Linked DNA regions of Hordeum vulgare: region 2 is linked to region 1. Evidence: chromatin contacts called from public Hi-C data. All regions are on one chromosome and are shown on one strand. The core of a region is the stretch at or near the end of the contact, and the rest is flanking DNA. Distances in the headings are between cores, read along the strand shown. Region 1 holds the start of LOC123451995 (U-box domain-containing protein 44-like). Region 2 holds the start of LOC123400178 (protein RETICULATA-RELATED 1, chloroplastic-like).

Region 1 (4,617 bases), core at 1,120-3,619:
ATTCAGTGCCTTCAGAGCGGCTTCTCTAGCCTCCCTATTCCCACTTTTCATGATATTGACCAGTGCAGAGCCTGCTGTTTGTGCCACAAAGACCTTCACATCGTTTGTTAAAACAAGCTCCCCGACATAAGCAGCCATAGATAATTGTGTATCAGGTGAACCTACAAATGCACACAAGAAGGAACTAAGCCCTGAGTACAAGAGAAGAAAGAACATTGGAAAATGAATATCAGTCGTAAAACATTTCTACCATTCCGGTGCCACAATTTTCCTACAGTGCATGCACTAACTAGAAGACACCCCTAGTAAGAAAAATATAATACTGGAGTGAACATATACCAACTGAACCTGGCACCACAATAGTTAACTCGATCAACATGAACTGCCCGAAGAAATTGATGCTAGAGGGGCAATTCTTATCCATGCACTGAAGTAATACCACAGTGACAAAGCTTATATACAAGTGAACAGAAATAATCGGATGGAAATTGTCCATCTTAGGCATGCAGAAATCCCACGATTAATTATCTCCATATTGAAATAAATGAAAATTCTGCAGCTAGGCAGCTGGGTAATGCACCACATCCTAATGTGTATAATTACTCTTTTTTTATGTAAAGAGTCTAGTTCCTCATATGTTATAGATTTCTCCTTTATGTATTTGACGAAGTATTTTTTATAAATATGGTAACAAAAAGTGGTGAGAAACGAGTATTCAATATGGGTGGGGAGATAAAAGAGTAACAAGACATGAACACAGGAAAGCAAAACACAGACGAGAAGCAAATAAATTAGAATATCACCATATCACAGTCATTCAATAGTGTAATGGCAATGGCAACATACAGGATCTCTGCTTTCTTTCAAGATAATGAAATGGTATAAATAATACCTTCAAGGAGAAGCCTAAGAAGGGGTTGCAGTCTACCGTTTTCCGCCATCTGTCTAACATTTTTTTCACAGCTCTCCAAATTCACAAGTGTCTTATCAGCCCTATCAACTGTCAACAGGTTTTCTATTTTACTACTTGACAAGCCAACAAGTATAAGTATGGCCCCAGGAACGCTCCCAATTTTTTCTGAAAGAGGTTTATATTGTGAAAGTTCATATAACAGAGATGCAGCCTGTTCTTTCTCTTGGACGTGGCCATGAGATAAGAACTTCACTATTGTGCGAATGTTGTCCCCGGCAGCAATCTCATCCTGTGAAAAAAAATCTGGGATATTAGAAACACAAGATTGGTGACAAATTTAAAACTATGGAAAGTAGATTCGTAAAAAAAGCACCTTGTTATCATTGTCATCTTTAGCTATAAAGCAAAGACTTTCCAATGCCTTTTGCCGTACTTTTGTACTACTATTCTTCAACAGCTCAGAAATTAAGCTTATCAAGCCAAGCTTCCTCACTACATGTCTGCTGGATCTACTTCTCTGACATATCTCCACAACATATTCAAGTGCTTGCAAAGTATCATGTTCTGAATTCTCAGAAGTTAAGGATTTACGGGCTACATCAAGTTTAGCTGCCTGATTCCTATGCATCCATTCATCAATAGTGTTTCTCAGAGCAATACTTGGATTCAACTCAGTGCTGCTGAGCTCCTTCCTAGTAATAGGGCAGACAAGGCTCCTTCCACTGCTATCAGATTCCTTGAACCACTTCAAAATGGCTTCACGTTCAAATGTAGCACCACTCTCTAAAGTGACAGGATCCCGCATAATTTGTTTTGTCAGTGGACAAAGAAATGATTCATAAATAGGCTCAACGCGCAAGCTGTCAGTGGACGAATCATACTGACCATCTTGAACATCTGCCATCACACCACGGCACTGCATACAAATTCAGAGGGAAGAAATCAGAGATATATATAGTAGGTTCATAAGAGACAGGCCAGGAATGAAAGACATGCAACAATTGGAATGGATTACTACCAGCGTGCAAAAGATATTGAGATCGTCATCCTAAAGCCTAGGAAATGCCAAACATTCAAAAGTTGCTGCAAAATATCCGACATAAGGTACATATATTTCTCATGTGAATATATTGCACTCATTACCCCAAATTCAATAATCATTTTTCTATACTAGTAAGAAATCAAAGCAAACCAGTCTCCTACTCCCAACACCGATTACATATACCTAAATTGGCATCACTTCCATCACATATCGATGCCTGTGGACGGATTTTACCTCAAATCCACGAGTAATAGGAAAGTGAGGCGCAGTTAGTGGAGGCGGCGGCGGCTGGGGAGCACCTGCTGAGAGCAGTATTGTTAAATCGATGATTAGCAGGAGGTAGCGACGAGGGATGTTCACAGGACCATCAGAGACAGGGCGCGTACCTCGGAAAGAATTAGGAGACGCGGAATTGGTGGCTCAACGGAGAGCAAATACGACCAGCCACCGCAATTCGCACGATTGCGGCGGCACTACCCAGCCATGGCCGGCGGGGAGGAGAAGCAGATCGATATGGCAGAGGGGTCCGGGTGGAACCGTGGAGGGATCTGCCGGACGGAGAAATTACAAGACGGCGGAGGCGGGCCAGTGAGGCGGAGTGCGAGACCAGGGGAGGGTTAGGGGAGAGGGGAGCGGAAGGGAGATACTTCTCGGCGACGAATGCTGGTGCCCTGTTGCTGCTTACTAGTCAGCTAGACTGCTTGAGTGGGTAAGCGAAGCCGCACAGGAGGGCGCCGTATCAACCGCTCGTTTCTATCCAACGCCTTCTATTTCTCGCAACAAAACTGTGGACCTTAGATCGATCGGTTGCACGAAAAGAGGAAAGACAGTAGTTTACTCAGGTTCGGGCCCTTCTATGAAGGTAATGCCATACGTCCTGCTTGATTGTATTGATGAAGATGATTACAGAGTTGATCTACCTCAAAATCGTATGCGTTAAATCCTAGATGATTCAGCCTCTCCTATACGGACACGGGTCCCTGGTTTATATAGACACCAGGGTCCCTAGGGTTTACAAGATACCGACTATAATCGGGAATAGATGAGCCGACCTAGTCCTTCTAAGCTTGGAGTCCACGTCAATCCTCGGTGCCTTCCTTCCTTCGTACGAAGTCATCAACCATCCGGACTCTGATGATCCGGTCCATGGGTCGGCGCCCCGAGGACCCCTTAGTCCAGGACTCCCTCGGTAGCCCATGAACTAGCCTTCCATGCCCTTACGTAGAGTCTTCGACAGCTTTTCACATATTTGGTAATCGAGGAAAGGCGAGTTCCTTTTCCGATTTGTAGCATGACGAACTAGTCTTTGCCGAATCTTCAAATGTCGAAGTATCGCGAGACCCATAACCTTCAATCATGTCCCTGAACTTTAATATTCTATCGAGTATCGTGTGTCTTAAATTTTGGCACGCGCCCCAATGATTCAGCGAAACCGTCTCTTACAGACGTGGGGGGAAGGTGTCCTTATTTATAAGTAAACAAGGGCCCAGGTCCAGGGCCATACCTCCATTCTTTCCCCGTAAGCGCGGTCAAGGAAACCCTAGAATCTTAGGAGCCAGATTCATGGTGAGTTCCTCCTCTCGTCCCTTCGGCCCTCAACCGGGTGACTCGGCCAGTTGCTTCGTTTCTCAGCTTCGGTTGCGGGACCTTGAAATCCAAGGGTATCTTCCCTCCTCTGACCTCGCACCCACGCGTGTCGGCTAGACTGCCTATAATGGCGAGGACTTCGCAGAGAAATCCCCCATTCCACAAAAAGGCGAAAGGGTCTGCTTTACCTCCTTCCTGCTACGTGGGCTGGGATTTCCCATCCATCCTTTTTTGAGAGGTCTGCTGGAGTTTTACGGGCTGCAACTCCACAACCTATCCCCTGGTTCCATCCTACACATCTCAGGTTTCGTGGCCCTCTGCGAGATGTTATTAGGCTGCGAACCTCATTTCAATTTATGGAGGAAGTACTTTTGCATTGTTCCCCGGACTAATGGAGCCTCCATCCAAGAAGTAGGCAGCGCCAAAGTGTGGTGCATAGCGGCCACCGGATACCCAGTCGGTACACCAAATGAAGAGACCGATGAATGGTCTTCGGAATGGTTCTATATCGATGACGTCCCTTTATTCGAGCCAGTCCGGCGAGGCCTTCCCGAATACTCAGCGGCTCCCTTGAAGAAGCGATTCAGCTCGCGTCCGAAGAGTAAATCCGAAGAAGAGAGCCCGGAAGTGAGGTGCCTCACCGCCAAGGTAAAAATATTGGCTCACGGTGGCATGACCATCGTACAAGTGCTGGCCACCGCCATCCCCAGGTGTGTTCAGCCACTCCAGCGGTGCATACATCCTTTATGGGAGTACAGCGGGACAGATGATTTGACACGTTGCAAGCGGCATGGTCCGGACACCCGCGGTGACTTGGCGGCCATTATGGCTGACTTTTTCAAGGGGGGACAAGGAAGACTTCTCCCGTCTCACCTTCCGAGAAGGCTTCGCATCATACAACCCCATCTCGTGGGTAAGTACAGACACGTCTGCGGCTACCTTTCCTAACTGTGTTACCACTAAACGTAAAAACTCAGGATCCTTTGTTCGTAGGATTGGAAACGCTGGATCGATACAGTGAGCTTCCCTGCTCTCCAACCCGAGAACTACGCTCGATATGATGACCCTCGATCCC
Region 2 (4,617 bases), core at 816-3,315, 940 kb after region 1:
GGGAGCGCCTCAACGTCAAGAGGCGCCTCCTGAAGCCATGCCGAGTCATCGACAATGAAGACGAGCGCGCCGAGACGGATCTCGCGGCCCAAGAACGAATCGCTGTCGGAAGACATGACGGAGAATGAAAATCGCAAACTTGTCGAAAGCTGCTTAGATGCCTGCCCCACGGTGGGCGCCAACTGTCGTGGGAATGAACTTGACAGTAGAGCTGAGGGGTACGGAAGGAGAGGACAGAGTCCTACATACAACAAGCTTGTACACACGATGTATGAGTTCAGGCCCCTTTCGTGGAGGTAACAACCCTATGTCTCAGTGCTCAGGAGCTCTTGTTGTGTGGAGTGTGTGTTACAAGGGGTGCGAACCCTTGTTCCACAGGGGAGGGGCGGCTTATATAGAGTGCGCTACCCCTCATCAAGGCCCATGCAACCAAGCGTTCGATTAATGAAGAAAAAGGTGTGCCTTACTGATAACGTACGTAATAAATATTACTTATGATGACCAACCGAATGCCTGCCCTTTGGCCTCTCTGGAGTGACTTCTGAACTTCTACGGTCGACTCGCTACATATTCTTCCGAGTGGAAGTCTTCTGTCGAGTGGATAGAGTAAATCTCCGAGTGGATGCTCTACCGAGTGACTCATGGCGAGTCAGTCGGAATCTTCCTTGAAATCTTTAAGTCCTTAATGTTGTGCCCTTAGGTAGGACCTGTAGGTCAGGCCTATATGACCCTACCCTAGGTACATATCCCCATCAGCTGCAGGCGTCGATCGAACAATGCATCACCGATGCCAAGAGACACTCCGCCATGAGGGAGGAGAAGTCCGAGGCGAGGTGGTCGGCGTTGATGACGAAGCAGGACCCCAAGCTCGACCTTCTTAAGACCAACGTGGCCGCGAAGAAGCGCAACACCGACCTGGTGTCCATGATGGGAGGAGGTGACATGACGACGATGGACCCGCGAGTGAAGGCATTGTACTTGGCAGAGCGGAACCTCATCTTGAACCTTATGCCAGGATTGGTGGCGACCGCGTCGACGCCGAATGCGACCACATCACCAACACCGAGCACTACGACCCCGAAGCATATGCCGACCTCTCCCGCCCCTGAAGGAGACGAGGAGCTTGTCATTTGAGTTCTATGTGCGCGGCTCCCGCCTTCTTGATCGCTGAACTATTGGCATGATGATCGCCAACCTGTGGTGGTGATCGCCGACCTGTGGCATGATGGTCGCCCGAAAGAAAACTTTGAATTTTTATGTGCGCCTTGGTGCCAAAACTCAGGGGTGTGACTCAGAATGTGAGCCCCACAAGCCGAAAACCCGTTGGGTCCGGGGGGGGGGGGACGGATGAAGATGCTCTTACACCCTTTGTCAAGGGGATTTGAGGGGATTTTGACTTGTAGTGGATTAGATCCATGCAATCCGTGCCAAAACCTCCTCACAACCGTGTCAACCGAACACAGCCTAATGGAACCTTAAAAAGACATGTACTCCTTTCATTCCTAAATATAAGATCTTTTAGTGATTTCACTATAAACTACATACGAATGTATCATGTATGTAGTCATATTTTAGGGTGTAGATTCATTCATTTTGCTTCGTATCTAGTCTATACTAATTTTTTTAAAAAGTCTTAGAGGGTGTTTGGTTGGGCTTCCAGCCAGCTTCCGTCTACCGGCTTCTAAGCCAAAAGCTCATATTTAGGTGCTTCCGGCTGCAGTTGTGGCTTTCGGCCTTGTCACAGCTGTAGCCGAAAGCCACAGCTGCAGCCGGAAACCCCTAAATAGGAGCTTTTGGCTTCGAAGCCGGAAGCTGGCTGGAAGCCCAACCAAACACCTCCTTATATTTAAAAACGGAGGGAGTATTAATATGTTTATCAAATGAAATATACTTCCTTTGTTTAGAAATACTTGTCGTAGAAATGAATGTACCTAGATGTATTTTAGTTCTAAATATATTTATTTTTATTATTTTTATGGTAACTAATTTCGGACGGATGAAGTATGTGGTTATTTAAAAAAGAGAGAAAACAAAATCATGTAAGAGCACCTAGATCAACAAGATAGCCCCCGCTTTCGATAAAGCCCTGCGACGGCACGACCCTGGAGGGCGTCGACCGCTACCCCCCATCCCTCTCTCTCTCGGATGGCGTCCCTCGCCGCCTTCCACCCTAACCTCCCCCACGCCCACGGCCACCCCTCCCATCCCAGTCCCACCAGCGGCCTCCTCCGTCTCCTGCCTTCACGCTGCCGCCATCGTGCCCCTCGCCGGCGGGGGCTAGGCCTCGCCGTCTCCGCCTGCGCCTCGTCCGCCGCGTCACCCTCTGCCGCCGGGCGAGGCGATCGCTCCGAAGCAGCCTCTTCGCTGGAGCGTTGCCTCGCGGCGTCCGCCCCCGGCGCTGCGGCACCCGCGGCTGCGCCTCCCCGCGTACCGCCGGCGATGAAGGGCGGGAAGCAGTACGGTGCGTTCGGGGCCGTCACGCTCGAGAAGGCCAAGCTTGACCTATCGCAGCGCAAGAAAAAAATCATGCCCGAGGTAGCCATTCCTGTTATTTCTAGTCGATTAAAACTGCAAAAACAAGTGAATTTATGAGATATGTTAGGGAATTTCTGAGAGATATGTTGTCCTTGCCCCCTCGTTGTTGAGTAGCATGGCACTTGTATATGAATTGAGTAGGAACCCGCTCTGAAATCAGATGGCTGTACAAATGGATGGGGATATACCAAAATAACGGATAAGGCATGTTGGTGCGGACAACCTTGTGTTTTTGTGTTGAGTAGTGGTATATATTATTTGTGATGATTAGTAAGTATGAGTAGTACTCCTTTTCCATCCTTTTAACTTAGGATTGGGCTGTACAATTCCTTCATCACCTATACCAAAATCAGGAGAACACAATAAGTTTGTGCTGTTTGGGATTGAAACAACAAAAACTAACTGATAAATGTTGTTTGTGCATTCTACTTTAGATGCATGATGTTTAATGTACACACCAATGGTTCAAACATCAATACCTAGGGATCCAATGTCTATATGCTATATCACTAATCTCCCTAGGATTGGAGGCCTCACAATCAATTGAGGTCTCCAATTGGATTTGGTCACCCAATTTTGACCGGGTTGACAATTTCTCAACAAGCTCTTTTATTCAATTCTTTTAATTCACAATGCTCCTTAATTTTGGAGCCTTTTGATTCGATTGAGGTATTCGATTTGGGATTGGGTTCATGATTTTGACTTGGTCAATGATTTTTAAAATTAATCGGTAGCAACCGACTTATAATAATATATCAGTCCCGTGCACCCCTCGCCACCTAGAAATATATTATTGTAACACCAAAATAGTACATGCAGACAGTGACACGGAAAGTTTTCCGATGTAAATATCGGTTAATTAGCACATAACACATAATCACACCACGAAAGACCCATCAAAACACCGCATTATAAATAAAATACAAAACATAGGCCATCGCCTCTCACACTAGCCAAATCAAATTCTCCCTCGGTTCCAAGATATAAGGTGTATTTTTTTCTTGAAAAATCAAATTTATTTAACTTTGACTAAGTTTGGAGTAAAAAATATGGGCATCCACAATACTAAATAAACAAAATATGAAAATCTATTTCATGATGAATTTAATGATTGCAACTTGATATTATGAATATTAATATAGTTCTCTATAAATTTGGTCAAACTTCAAGAGCTTTGACTTAAAAAGTCTCTAATACACCTATATTTAAAAAACAAATAGACTAATTTATTTTATAAAAACACAACAACACCAACGGCGTAGCAATGCGCGCTTAATCCTTCTAGTTTATCATGAACTATGACTTGTACACAATTTTTAGTTGGTGTATTGAAATATACGTATTAATTGAACATATGGGACTAGTTTAATTACAAAGTTCTCCTTGCTTTTACCATCCATCATGTGCTTCTCCGGACATTGCAGCTGGCGACAGGTGGCGGTGGTGGAGATATTGGGAAGAGAATTGGCCATGGTGGTGGTGATGGTGGGGATGATGATGGAGATGATGACGATTACTTTGATGATTTTGATGATGGAGAGGAAGAAGATGGTGGACTTTTCAGGAGACGAATTGTTATACAGGAGGTGAAATTTCTGATATTTTCTATTCAGAGAAACGGCATCCGTATCCTGAAAAAGATTGGGCTTGTGTGTTGATTACTGCTTGTTCTATTGCAGCTTTTTAATAAAGAGTTTATAGATGCTGTAATGCAAGAGTGGTGCAAAACGATGATTAGTTTACCTGCTGGTCTCCGTCAGGCTTATGAGATGGTAGATGTTTGTCTTGCTCATTCTCATTGCATACTTTGGAATGGTTTGAACAGTAGACTAAATGTGATAGATCAATCTAGGGTTTGGTAAGTTCTGCTCAGATGGTGCGATTCTTGTCAGTGTTTTCAAGACCTACGCACACTAGGTCTTTTTCACGAGCTCTACCTGGATGGCTATCCCGAGGTCTTGTTGGAAGGTAACACCCGAATCATTTGCACACTTTCTTCAGGCATTTTGTAAGCTGCTTCCATAGATATTGATATATGAACTTGGATGCTAGGCATGTCTTCCTAATGTTGCAGCTTTGTGT

The links. A called contact is a pair of places that touch in the nucleus more often than the background predicts.
Region 2: a Hi-C map of leaf shows a contact between it and region 1, with 2.9 times the contacts expected there. The contact joins the promoter of LOC123400178 here to the promoter of LOC123451995 in region 1. A contact is called at or near these places in 2 of 6 Hi-C or Micro-C datasets (both in leaf).

The regions. Positions count from the first base shown.
Region 1 is chr5H:164,818,958-164,823,574 of MorexV3_pseudomolecules_assembly, forward strand. It overlaps LOC123451995 (U-box domain-containing protein 44-like), which reads right to left and starts at 2,370. Exons shown (of 5, transcript XM_045128565.1): 1 at 2,342-2,370; 2 at 2,190-2,254; 3 at 1,287-1,829; 4 at 893-1,202; 5 at 1-161. The coding sequence starts at 1,817.
Region 2 is chr5H:165,760,100-165,764,716 of MorexV3_pseudomolecules_assembly, forward strand. LOC123400178 (protein RETICULATA-RELATED 1, chloroplastic-like) reads left to right here and starts at 2,066. Exons shown (of 8, transcript XM_045094596.1): 1 at 2,066-2,535; 2 at 3,960-4,121; 3 at 4,215-4,307; 4 at 4,388-4,503. The coding sequence starts at 2,146.